Regions from separate parts of the Mus musculus genome. Here region 1 is linked to region 2. A link is a contact called in public HiChIP or PLAC-seq data. All regions are on one chromosome and are shown on one strand. Each heading gives the region's core, a stretch centred on a gene start, on an enhancer-like site or on the middle of the called end of the contact. The rest is flanking DNA. Distances are from core to core; before and after follow the strand shown. Region 1 holds the start of Olfr322 (olfactory receptor 322). Region 2 holds the start of Gemin5 (gem nuclear organelle associated protein 5).

Region 1 (6,431 bases), core at 293-2,792, 500 kb after region 2:
TGCAGAGAAGTAGGCATCTCTTAAGAGCTCTGATGTCAACTTAAACTCTCAACAAGCATGCAAGAATGGGTTAATGCCTTATGGCTTTCTATGATTCATGCAGCACTGGTGCAGGGCACACAGGCCACCTCAGCTTTTCTTTATGCAAAGATTTAGGGGTTGGAAAATGGTAGAGAAGTTGGGTTTATTTACACGGAGCCTGAGAGAGAAAGAACCCTCCTTTCTCTCTGTCTTTCCTGTAACGTGCTACAGAGGCAAGGGATATGCATGTGCTATTTAGCTGTGAGGTGGGTCGACCAATCTTCTCCGAGCAGGATTTGAACCTGGACCCTGGGCCTTCTCCATTTCTTGTTCTAGCTGGCAAGAAGACTCAGTGGGTAAAGGGACTTGCTGCCAAGCCTGATGACCTGCATCTGATCCCCCACGCTCACATGATGGAGGGAGAAAACTGACTCCTAAAAGTTGTCCTTGTACCTGCAAAGGTGAGCTAACACACACACACACACACACACACACACACACACACACACACACACACACACAAATAAAACAAAACTTTAATTAGGATTCCACTTTTCTTTAAGGAGTATTTCCTATGTACTTTGGAAGAAAAACAAGCACCATGCTGTCTAGGCAGCAGGCCCAGAGAGAGGTCTTATGAGCCGCTGGTTTCACTGATAACCTATTGTCTCCTACACCATTCTCTATCCAGAGATCCAAAACTCACTAAAAATAACAAAAGGACAGAATGTGTCCCGTGGGTCCAAGGCAAAGCATGGTTCGTTTGCTCCAGATATGGTGCAGTGCTTCAGCTGCTCACTGAAGTTCCCTCTGGCAGGAACGGTGCTCTAGATGGGTTTTGTCAATCTAGATAAACTTTAATGGTTTACAGTAGATTTCTCTATATTTTGCAGTAGATTATAAAATACATAATGTATATATACAGTCTATATATTTGTAAAAAAAAATTAAAGATATTTCTAGGTAACACCAGTCTGTCCTTGAATTACCAAATTTTCAAAAGTCTCTAAAGAAAAACCCAGCAAATTTATTTTCAAATACATCTGTGTGTGAGCCAATCCAAGTGGGCTCACATGGGTGATGTCCACATTTCCCATCTGCTGTGCTGGGCATGTTCAAATGCTCTGGGTTGATTATGCAGGGCTGGATGCTGGGCATGTTCAAATGCTCTGGGTTGATTATGCAGGGCTGGATTTTGTGCTCTTTGCCTTTGGACAGGAGCTTGGGATTGTGGGTCTGGAGAGAATCAAAATCTGGACCACAGCACAGTTCATCTCTTGCTTCATGGAATTAGAGGCAAGACTAGAGCAAGTGAAGCAGAAACAAAGCATCAATTGCTAGGTTCAAAGACAACCATGTCCTGTTTCTCCGTATGACATCTGACTTGCCATATACATGACGCAGTTTGCTTATCTGTCAGAGTTACTACATGGTTGTTGGAACTAAACAAGTAATAAATAATTGAAGTTCTGTCCTCTCCCATCACTGTCAGTATTGATGTCTTCCTCAGGTGCAGTAGAGATGGGAGCAACCAATGACAGCACCTTCAGCCATTTCATCCTTATAGGCTTCTCTGACCGGCCCGAGCTGGAGAGGGTCCTCTTCGCCATCATCCTGCCCGCCTACCTCCTAACCCTGCTGGGCAACAGCATCATCATCCTGGTATCCAGGCTGGACCCGCACCTTCACACCCCCATGTACTTCTTTCTCACACACCTGTCCTTCCTTGACCTCAGCTTCACCAGTAGCTCCATCCCACAGCTACTCTATAACCTCAGCGGGCCGGACAAGACCATCAGCTATGTGGGCTGTGCTCTGCAGCTGGTCCTGTTCCTGGGCCTGGGGGGTGTGGAGTGCCTGCTGCTGGCTGTCATGGCCTATGACCGCTTTGTGGCGGTCTGCAAGCCCCTGCACTACATGGTCATCATGAGCCCCAGGCTCTGCGTGGGCCTGGTCTCAGTGGCCTGGAGCTGCGGCGTGGCCAACTCCCTGGCTATGTCTCCTGTGACCCTCAGTCTACCCCGCTGCGGGCACCGCAGGGTGGACCACTTCCTCTGCGAGATGCCAGCTCTCATCAGGACGGCCTGTGTCAACACTGCCGCAGTGGAAGGCACCGTCTTCGTCCTGGCAATAGGCATCGTGTTGTCGCCTCTGGTGTTCATCTTGGTCTCCTATGGTTACATTGTGAGAGCTGTGTTACAAATCCGCTCCGCTGCAGGGCGGCAGAAGGCATTCAACACGTGTGGTTCACATCTCACCGTGGTCTCGCTTTTCTACGGAAATATCATCTACATGTACATGCAGCCGGGGAACAGCTCCTCCCAGGACCAGGGCAAGTTCCTCACCCTCTTCTACAACATTGTCACCCCTCTCCTCAACCCTCTGATCTACACGCTCAGGAACAAGGAGGTGAAGGGGGCGCTCAGAAGGCTGCTCCTGGGTAGCCGAGAGACAGGGAAAGTGAGGGCTGGTTCCATACGGACCAGAGGGAAGCTGTCCTGGTGAGGATGGCACTGAATACTGAGAGAACTTTGCAAGCTCTCAGGCAAACATTTAATGAGAAAGAAAGTGGGCAGAGAAAATGTTCCGCAGTGATTTGGGGGGAAATTCTGACTATTCTACCACGGAGGAAAACACAGGCATGTTACTGGATTCACAAAGGGTTCTGAGATTTGGTAGTCATGAAGATGGTGTGTGTTCTAACTTTCTTCCTTGTGGTTAAAGCAGACGTTTCCATGTTAGATGCAGATCTGATGGTTTGTCCCTAGGCTGGTGTAGTGTTATCCTGTACATGCTGAGATGTGATCTCCTGGTAAGGTAAGGGGCCAACAGGTGCCTTCTGTGCACTTTTTACATTAGGGACATTAGGGGAGAGTGACTGTGGGTAGCTGGTCTTACAGGTAAGGCATAAGCATCATGCTCTCTTGTCCCCATGTCCCCACATAAGTCCCTTTGATATCAGGGGTATGGAGGGCAGGCATCCCTGGTCTGGATGTCACTCCACATAAGGGCTTGGGTAGCACTGGCAGTACTGGATCTGGTCTACTCTAATGGACAGCTCTCCACTGACTTGCGTCCTCTGGAGTTTCTATAATCCTGTGTAAGGTCCCAAACTATGTGCTTTGTGAATGAACTGAACATTACATGTTTCCCTACCATTCTATCCCATGATGAGCCACCAATCAATAAAGAGTATTTTCACTCATCTCCCTTGTCAGCATGACTAGATTTAGAAACCAGGAGACCAAGGGACACCTCAAAGTGGGTCAGAGAGGGCGTTTGTAGAGCACGAACTGAGGGGGAAGGCCCACCCTGAGTGTGTCTCTGTGCCCCAGACGGTTAACAAGACTAAGACAGAAGAAACAAGCAGGAAGCCACATACATCTCCCTGCAGTTTCCAGGCTGCCCTGAGGTGAGAAGCCCCTCGGCTGGCCACGCCTTCTTGACAAGATGGACAGAACCATCAGAACCATCGGAACCCCTGAGCCTCTGGGCGTTACTTCTTCATCAAAGCTTAGTGACTTAGTCACAGTAATGAAGCAGTAACTGATGTTACAGCAAAGCTAATGAATGGAACAGCAAGGGTAAGTTCTCACCAGCGTGTAACCTGGTCCCAGGTAGGACACAACTTCTCTTAAAAATGCATGTCATTTGCGTGTTTTAAATTTCTTTTTGATCACTTTTATTTTGTGTGTGTGTGTGTGTGTGTGTGTGTAGGCTGGCATGTTTCACAGTGCGTGTGTAGACATCAGAGGATACCTTGCAAGAGTTGGTTCTCTCCTTTAACCATACAGGTCCTGAAGATCCAAATCAAGTCAAGAGGCTTGGCAGCAAGCACCTTCACCCACTGAGCCATCTTGCCAACCCTGTTTTTAATTTCTTAATGACATGCTAGGTGCTTTATTCATATGAACAAAGTGTCTCTTCATGACCACTGTTCAGCATTGACTTCTGTCGTCTGGTGTTTTATGTTTCCAATATTTCCACCAAAGCATTTTGTGGAATCACATTGGTTCTCTATCCTTAAACCTCAGCCTTTGACTTGACCCAGCCCAGCCCACGTCTGCCATAAGGTTCTGGATAAACGCTGACCTATGTAACCACATGGGGGAGTGGCACTGAGCTTCACTGTGACTTAGGCTTGCTTTCATCTTGTGAGGAAGCCTCCACGTGTGGTAAGTCTCTGCCGGACTCTCCTATTGGTAAACCTCAGCATTTGTTTGTGGCGGACCTAACTACAGTGATGCCCATGCTGGACTCAGAGCTGAAGACAAAACCCAGACGGAATCTGCCCCTAACCCAAGATGCGTAAGGTCTTGCCTCATTGCAGACAGCTGTGATTCTATTGCCAAAACTCCAGGACGAAAGCAGGGGAGAATCCTTTATTTTTCCTTCCAGGAAAATCATGCAGCTTTTCTTCCAGGACAAAGGTGAGAACAGATGGGGTAGTATCCACTGTGATGCCTATTCTGCCGAGCTCCTCACCTCGAGCCCTTGCGGTGTGTGGGCACACAGTCCTCCAGATCTCTAGTCATGGCTGAACCTCCTGGGAGCAGGGGACACAGGTTCATCTCTCAGCAGACTCTCTACTCTAATTGGAATCTTCTTGGGCTACCCTTGAGCAAAGGAAGTATACAAAAGAAACATAAGCTCCCCTGGCTTCTAAATAATAGGTTTTGTCTGGTATAACTTGGAACAGCCAATCAGGACAATGAGAACAAGGACGGTCAGCAGCTACTTCCTCCTGTGTGGTTGATGAAGGAGAAAGCACCAGTTTGGGAATATTTTGTTTACTCTTGAAAGCAACCAAGTGTTTGAGAAATGCATCTTGTCAGACTCAGCTTAATTGTCAGTTTGACACAGCCTAAAGGCATCTGAGAAGAGAGCATGGACTGGCAGGTTGACTAGGTCTGAGTGGCCTGTGGGCGTGTCTGTGAGGGATTGCCTTGATTTTAATTGGTTCAGGAGGACACAGCCTACTGAGGGCAGCACCATTCCTTGGAGAAATGGATCTGGGCTATGTAAGGAAGAAGCTAAGCCTGAGCCTGGGAGTGAGCCAGGCAGTGGCTTTCCTTCCTGGAGTCTACATCCGGTTCCTACTTGGGTTCCTGCCCTGACTTCCCACAATGATTGACTGTGACTTGCAAAAATAAGCCAATGAACCCTTTTGTTCCCAAGTTGCTTTTGTGTCAGAGTGTTTTAGCTCAGGCACAGAATAAAACTAGAGCAAGTCTAGACTGAATGACAGGCCTCCTGTTCTGATTCTGCTAATGGATTGTTTTAATAACTTAAAAATGGCCAAATGTGGGCCTGGAGACATGGCTCAGTGGTTTAGAGCACTGTCTGCTCTTCCAGAGGACCTGAGTTAAATTTCAGCAACCACATGGTGTCTCACAACCATCTATACTGGGATCTGATGCCCTCTTCTGGCATGCAGGTGTACATGCAGATAGAGCACTCAGACATCAAATAAATTATTTCTTTTTTTTTAAATGGCCATTTGTTTCTAAACCTCATCCTCCAATTTGTGTGAACTTGACTTTCATTCTTCAGAGATTATGGGCTGGGCTAGGGATATAGCCCAGTTGCTGGAGTGTTTGTCTAATGTGCTCGAAGCCCTTAGGAAGTGTGTGTGTGTGTGTGTGTGTTTCTGTGTGTGTGTGTGTGTGTGTGTGTGTGTGTGTGTGTGTGTAAATGTGTAACTCCAGCACTTGGGAGGTAAATTCAGGGGAGGATCAAAGTTCAAGCTCATCTCCTGACTATGTAGCACATTCAAAGTTACCTCCACAAAAGAAGGTCAGGCTTTCTCTGGGTCAGTCTCATCCCCGCTGTCTTAAAGGGGCAGGTGCCTTGAGTCTACAGCAGCCCCAGACAGGGAAGCCTTATGTGGAAGAATTTAACCCATTCAAGCTGTTATTTATTCTACAAAAATGGACAATACCTACAGCTGCCCAGGCGCATCAGTGTCTCTGCACACCCTCCCGAAGTGGTCTGGAGGGTGGGAGACAGGCACCATCTCCACATGGAGGAGTCTAAGGACTACAGGTACCAGTTCAGGCCAGGAACCTTAGATGGTGATTATTGTCATCACACCACCTAGATGAGGAGAGAACTGCTGTCAAACAGGTGCCTCCCTTTTATGTTGTTTAGTTTTGGTTTGGTTTTGGTTTTGTGTTTATGTGTGTGTGTGTATGTTTTGTTTGTTTTTGTTTCTATTTTTAGTTTGTTGTTCTGTTTTGTTTTGGGATTTTTAAAAATTTGTTTTATTTTTTCAAGGCAGGGTCTCTCTGCATAGTCCTGGCTGTAGGGTCAAATACTGAGCTCTGACAAGCCAGGATTGACAGATTGTCTCCACTTAGTCAGAGAATGAGGTAAATACCAGTGAAAAATAAAGACAGAAAATTTATTCT
Region 2 (6,898 bases), core at 667-3,166:
TTTCATGGAGATTAAACTGCTCAAGGGGCTGGAGAGACCGCTCAGTGGTTAACAACACTTGCTGCTTTTGCAGAGCTTTGGTTCCTAGCACCCACATGGTGACCAACAATCACCAGAAACTTCAGTTTTCATGTACTTCTTACCACCATAGACACCAGGCCTATAGGCGAAATACACATACACAATTCAAGTAAAGAAAACAAAATAAAACAAAGTATCAAAACTCAGGTCATCAGGCTTCCAGGACAGGCCCTTGAACCTGGAAAGCCTTCTCATCAGTTATCAGTCCGGGTATATATTTTATATGGACCTATTGGCTCTGTTAGACTTTGTAGGCCATGCTCTCAGTGGCTGTTCCTCAATTCTATTGTTATATCATCAAAGCAGCTACAGATAAGAGTTAGTGACTAAGCCGGGCGTGGTGGCACACGCCTTTAATCCCAGCACTTGGGAGGCAGAGGCAGGCGGATTTCTGAGTTCAAGGCCAGCCTGGTCTACAGAGTGAGTTCCAGGACAGCCAGGGCTACACAGAGAAACCCTGTCTCGGAAAAAAAAAAAAAAAAAAAAAAAAAAAAGAGTTAGTGACTAGGGGCTGGAGAATAGCTCAGTGGCTACTTATCAAGAGGTCCCAGGTTTGATTCCCAGAGCTCTCACGGTAGTTTTAAACGGTCTATAACGGGATCTGAATGTCCCCCTTTGGTGTGCAGGCATACATTGGAAAAACTGACACCCCCCCCCTTCTCTCTCTCTCTATATATATACATATATATATATAAAAAAGAGAATGACTATCTATCTTTTTGCCTCCACTTCCCAAGTGCTATGATTACAGGTGTGCACCACCATGTTCATTTATGCAGTTCTGGGGACTGAGCCCAGGGCTTTGAGTGTGCTAGCCAGGCACTCTACCTAGCCAAGTTACAGCTGCTACCAGAAACTCTACTTTCTAAACAAAACATGCATCTTTAAAAAAAAGTTATTTGAGAGACTTTCCAACATATCTAAGTAGCCAACAAAAATGAGTAGCATTCCTCCATATGCATGAGATCTATTAAAACAATCTGAGGCCTCAGGATGCACAATTACCTGATGGAGTGTGTGTTCTGTCACTACAGTCTTGGTCTCTACATCCCAAACCTTCACAGTTCCATCGTCTGAGCTGGTGGCACAGAGGTTGTATTGTCCAGGGTGATGAGAAAAAGTGAAACCAGATACTCTTTCAGTGTGTCCCACCAACTCTCCTACCACTGCAAGCAAAACCAGACTTGGTTAACTAAAGCACTATCCAGACAGTTAGCCTGCATGTTGCTGGACAAACAACAAGCAGATAAACAGAAGTCACTTAACACACATGGAACAGAAACATCCACAGACGAAAGACAGAAACGCTGGGTGTCATCACCACTCATCTTACAGACATCACCGTCAAGTAATTGCCCAGCGGGATCAGAGAAGGGAGAACAGCCCCCACCCCAGGGGGCGTACTAGGGGCCGGCAGGGCCTTGGCCAAGCAGGAAGGCCAGGAGCACCCTAAACGCCGGGTCTAGGCTGGGTCAGTCCCTCCAAGCGAGAGAGGCCACGTGCGCGCGCCGCCGGACCCGGCGACTTACAGAACTCCCCCAAGAGGACGGCAGGAAGGACTGCGCCGACCCGTGAGGGGCTCACCTCGAAACGGGGGCGCCCCTGGGCTCGCGCCCGCACCCGGACCCACGCGGACGAGGAAGACGGAGGTCCGCGCAGCGAAGCCAAAGATGCCTCCGGGCGCCGCGTCGCTGCAGCGTGAGCAGTACCAGTTGGGGGACGGCGGCAGCGTCCGCGGCTCCGGCTTCATCTCCGCGGCCGCCCAAGCTCAGCAGAGGAGCTCTGGGACGGTGGTTCGCAACCGCGGCGTGGAGCGGGAGGGGGCGGGATCGATTTAAACCCCGCCCCTGGAGGCGGGCGCTACGGAGCGCGTTGAGGCCCAACCCGCGCCTCTCGCTCCCGTGCGCCGCCTGGAACTAAATTCCAGGTCCTGAGGTTACATATTTTCCTTAATTAAGGATTTAGACCTGTGGAACCCGCCAACCAGCCACTGAGCACACACGCACACGCACACGCACACGCACACACACACACACACACACACGCTAAATAAATAATAAAGGCCAACACACACACACATACACACACACACACACACACACACACACACACACACGCGCTAAATAAATAATAAAGGCCAACATGATGTGAAATACCCTGTTTCTACCAACCTCAAGGTTGACTAAGAGATGAGCTAATGCGTTTGTGTGCATTTACCGCCATATATACCTGTATTTAACTAAAGCTCCTTATTTTGTCCAATCCAGCAAGGCAAGTATTATTAAGCGAGAAACATCTGGGACAGATTGGACAAGGCAGTTCAGTATCCCAATTAAGTTTTTTTTTTTTTGGGGGGGGGGGGTTCGAGACAGGGTTTCTCTGTATAGCCCTGGCTATCCTGGAACTCACTCTGTAGACCAGGCTGGCCTCGAACTCAGAAATCCGCCTGCCTTTGCCTCCCGAGTGCTGGGATTAAAGGCGTGCGCCACCATGCCTGGCAAGTTTTTGTTTGTTTGTTTGTTTGTTTGTTTTTAAATGCTACATAGCGGCGTACTTTTCCAGTTTTTGGGAGGTGTTTTAAAGACAGATGCAAGAGTGTATTTAGCTGAAATACTAAAAGAATGAATCTGAGCTCTGGCTCAGCACTCAGGCAGGAGGATTGCCATGTGCTCCAGGCTAGGCAGCCTGGGCTATAGTATGAGAGCCTGTCAAAATAAATGAAATGAGTCAGGAATCAGAAAGGACAGGAAGAGACTCTGTAGTTGGGTGGGAATTCTGATTCCTGATACTGGGGTATTCAAAGATTAAAGAGCAGAGGTTTGACATCCCGCCTCCTGCTTAATGGAGTGCCTATGCTGTGAGAACTAGTTAGTGGTGTGGAGGGAAAAAAGAATTGAACTCTGCTTACAACTCAAACCCAAGCAACTTGTTCAGATTCGACTGTACTTCTGTACTGCTGTTAGCCCTTCCTGAATGTGGCATATGGAAACTTGCAATGGCTATCATTAATAGAGAGCCCTTACCTATGCTAGCATAGCCTAAGGGCACTAAATTCAGGGTTACCAGACTCCACATTGATCACTAGTTTTGCCAGGAGCACACAAACGCATTAGCTCGTCTCTTAGTCTTTATTATTTATTTAGTGTGTGTGTGTGTGCTCATATTTCACAATGTGTGTGTATGGAGGTCAGAGGTCAAGGAGTTGGTGCTCTCTTTCCATGATATGGGGCCTAGAGACTGACTGACTTCAGCTTGTCAGCTGGACCATCTCGATAACACCCCATCCCGTTGGCTTTTTTTTTTTTTTTTTTTTTTTTTTAGACAGGATCTCACTATATAGCTCTGACTAGCCTGGCACTTGCTCTGTAGACCAGACTGTGTTGAATTCACAGAGATCTACCTGCTTCTGCCTTCCTGAGTGCTAGGATTAAAGGTGTGGGCCACCATGCCAGGCAATTTGGTTTCTGAAAGAGTTTTCTCAGTAATGTTCACAAATTTGTGTTAGAGTGATCTTTCCTTCCTCTTTCTTCTTTTCCTTTGAGATAGAGTCTCACTGTGTAGTTCTGATTGGCCTGGAATTTGCAGCCCAGGGCGACAAACTGGTGGAGATCTTCCTGCTTCAGCCTCTCATACGCTGGGATTACATCATGTGGTGCTACGCCAGGCTCCTTTTCTCTGAGACAGAGCCCGGCTTGTGTAACATGGTGGTTCTTTAACACCAGTCTCCCACATGCTGATGTTACAGTCATTTTTAACAAGAACCCTGAGGCCCACTGAAGACAGAGTTTGATGAACCAGCCTGCCTCCATTTTAGGCTTAAAAGGTATCTTTTTTTTTTTTAAAGATTTATTTATTTATTATATGTAAGTACACTGTAGCTGTCTTCAGACACACCAGAAGAGGGAGTCAGATCTCATCATGGGTGGTTGTAAGCCACCATGTGGTTGCTGGGATTTGAACTTCGAACCTTCAGAAGAGCAGTCGGGTGCTCTTACCCACTGAGCCATCTCACCAGCCCAAAAGGTATCTTATAGTAGAGGCAAACTAGATTCATTCCTGTTTATGATTAAACCTCCATTTCTCACTGATTGGGCTATGCCACACCTGTAATCTTAACTATACATGGTTCTGTGGGTTCCAGAAAATGGCAACTGTGTCTTTGTTTCAAAACCATCTTGTTAATCCTACCTTTGTTTCAAAAGGTTTTTATGGCCGGTCATGGTGGCCCACACCTTTAATCCCAGCACTCGGGAGGCAGAGGCAGGCGGATTTCTGAGTTCAAGGCTAGCCTGGTCTACAGAATGAGTTCCAGGACAGCCAGGGCTATACAGAGAAACCCTGTCTCAAAAAACCAAAAAAAAAAAAAAAAAAAAAAGGTTTTTATGACTACCTTCTTAGGACCACCTTGTGATCATAACTTTCTTTCAGGAGGTGGTTATGACCAATTTGCTAGTCTGTTTCTGTTTATGGGACTAACTTATTAGTCAGCTCCTGTTCTAGTTCTGCTCCTGTAACCTCCACCTAGCAAATCCATTTGGAAACACCCAACCCCTGAGCTATAGAAACCTTGTCTTCCTCATATCCGATGCTGCCTTCTCAAACGTTGCTTTAGGGGGAAGCAGTTCCTGTATGCAAATAAAAAAAGCTTGCTTTAATTAATTGCTTGCTTTAATTAACTTGGCCATTATGATTTGGATCAGTGGTCTTTCTTGTATCTTTGGCCTTAAATATTTAGGATTAAAAGGTTCTCCTGCCCTTTTCAGGCTGTTATGAGGTGAGGTCACAGTTTTTCTGATTTTCAGTCTTTATGAGGTCATTCACTCCAAAGAAAGACTGCTCTGACCAGACTTTTCACAAGGACGACGCATTCCTGGTCTCCATGACAACGCACTCTGACTTTTCCGGTCCCGGAAGCCGGCCTCGGACTGCGCATGCGTATAGTCAGCCGGCGTTTGATCCCGGAGGCTTCCGTAGGGCTCAGCATGGCGGCCGCACTACTGCGAGAGTTGGGTAAGGCTTGAGTCTTTCTTAGAATTTGGGAAGGAGGAGATAAAGAGAATCGAAGTTGACAGCTCGTATTCACGTTGCAGGTGCACTGAGGGTACCTAACCTGAGGATCTGGGCAACGCAGACGCTGCGGTAAGAGTCCTGCCACGAAGATCTTGCAGGCTGCGCCTGATCTGCATCGATCACAGTGCACTTGTGTGCCAGGCAGTACTTTCGGCCTCAGGTGGAGGGCGGCCCGACCCAGAACCCCATAGAGACTGTTGCCTCCGGGGGCTCCTCTCGGTGTTTTCTGACCAGCCTCTCCCTATTCCGTAGGCACGATTCGAATCTTCGACTTTGTGTGCTATACCAACAAACATTCCTGGTTATTTCTTTATTCACTTGCCGTGGGCAAGGACTGTTTGGAGACTCGAGGCTTGCCTGACATTGTACATTCGTTCGCTGTTGTTTCTCAGCAACTGGAGTTTGAGCCTTTTGCTCTGCAGAACATTCTGGAGCCTCTCGAGAAAGCCTTTTGTTTGTTTGTTTGAGTCTCGCCATAAGTCAGTCTGGCTTCTGCTTACCAGTCAGAGGCTGGGATCCTAGGCCATGCACTGTCCTGCTAGGACACAAGCGTCCCTATGCAGTTGAGTTAGCACTGGCATGGATCCGTAGGGTACATCCGAAGTTTCGATTACATATATAGTACTTGCAAATGAATTGCTTCTTTGGAGCAATATTTTGACATAATATAATTATAGTTGTTTGATTCCGTTTAAAACCCATTTCAGTCCTGAGTATTCATAAAACCTGTAAGTATTCATGAAACTTTGTCACTGTTAATTCATGGCATACTTAATTTACCAGACACCATATTGATTGCCAAATCTGTATTGAGGTTTTGAGAAATGCAAGGCAGTTTCTAAGGGATGGCAGACAGTAGGTACCTCACGCTCACAAAATCTTGTTTAATAGTTTATCCTAATGGCTTCTTTGAAAGATTGAAGTCAGAGTTGAGCAGCTTATGGTTCTGTCACCCTGCTGTGAGTGATGATATAAAATGATGTTAGAGGCCTTAGAGACATTGCCTCTTTCCTCTTTCTTACATACATGAAAACCAAGGCCCAGTGAAGTGACAGTGTGCCGCTGGCTTTAACTATGTAAAATGTAAACACCAGTGATTCAAACTGGAGAAGAAAGTTTGAAGGCCTAGAGATTGCAGGTGTATCTGGATGGGAGACGAGCCAGCTCTGTAGTGTCTGGATAAGGGTGGTGGTGACGTGGCTCCCAGAACGGCAGAGAGGTCCAAGTTTCTGTTGTCTTATGGGCTTCCTTCCTTTCAGGGTTTTACCCCCGTCGTGCATCCACACGAGTGCTTCTCTTGACATTTCTCGCAAATGGGAGAAGAAGAATAAGATTGTTTACCCACCTCAACTGCCTGGCGAACCTCGGAGACCAGCGGTAAGTTTGTAGGGAGAAGTAATCCCCTAGTTTTTAAATCTATTTTTAATTTCTTTTGAGTCGGGTCTTATGCTGGTTTTGAATTCAGCACTTAGCCCAAGCTGGTTTTGAACTCACAAAACCCTGCCTGCCTCTGCCTCCCAAGTGCTGGGATTGACGGTATGCACCACCATGCCCTGCTTGACCAGTACTTGTGTTCTTATGTGCCAAGCAGTGAGGTTTTCCTCCGGGTTAAAGGGGCTTTGTGAAGTAATTTACATGTTCTAATTAACTGACCTAACTGTACCAGATTGCCTTTACCTCCTAAACTGACCTAAGGGTTTGAGATGTTGATTTTGACTACGTGAGGCTTGTTGGTAGTGTCGTCATC

What was found. HiChIP or PLAC-seq counts read pairs in DNA pulled down with a chosen protein or histone mark.
Region 1: an H3K4me3 HiChIP or PLAC-seq map of stem cell-derived neural progenitor cells shows a contact between it and region 2, with 4 times the contacts expected there. The contact joins the promoter of Olfr322 here to the promoter of Gemin5 in region 2. A contact is called at or near these places in 1 of 39 promoter capture datasets (3T3-L1-derived adipocytes) and 1 of 115 datasets of contacts at active chromatin or transcription factors (stem cell-derived neural progenitor cells).

The regions. Positions count from the first base shown.
Region 1 is chr11:58,664,019-58,670,449 of GRCm38.p6, forward strand. It overlaps Olfr322 (olfactory receptor 322), which reads left to right and starts at 1,543. Exons shown (of 1, transcript NM_207693.1): 1 at 1,543-2,526. The coding sequence starts at 1,543. The coding sequence ends at 2,526.
Region 2 is chr11:58,166,623-58,173,520 of GRCm38.p6, forward strand. Gemin5 (gem nuclear organelle associated protein 5) reads right to left here and starts at 1,917. Exons shown (of 28, transcript NM_172558.3): 1 at 1,666-1,917; 2 at 1,087-1,247. The coding sequence starts at 1,831. Mrpl22 (mitochondrial ribosomal protein L22) reads left to right here and starts at 5,042. Exons shown (of 7, transcript NM_175001.5): 1 at 5,042-5,091; 2 at 5,172-5,220; 3 at 6,411-6,528. The coding sequence starts at 5,064.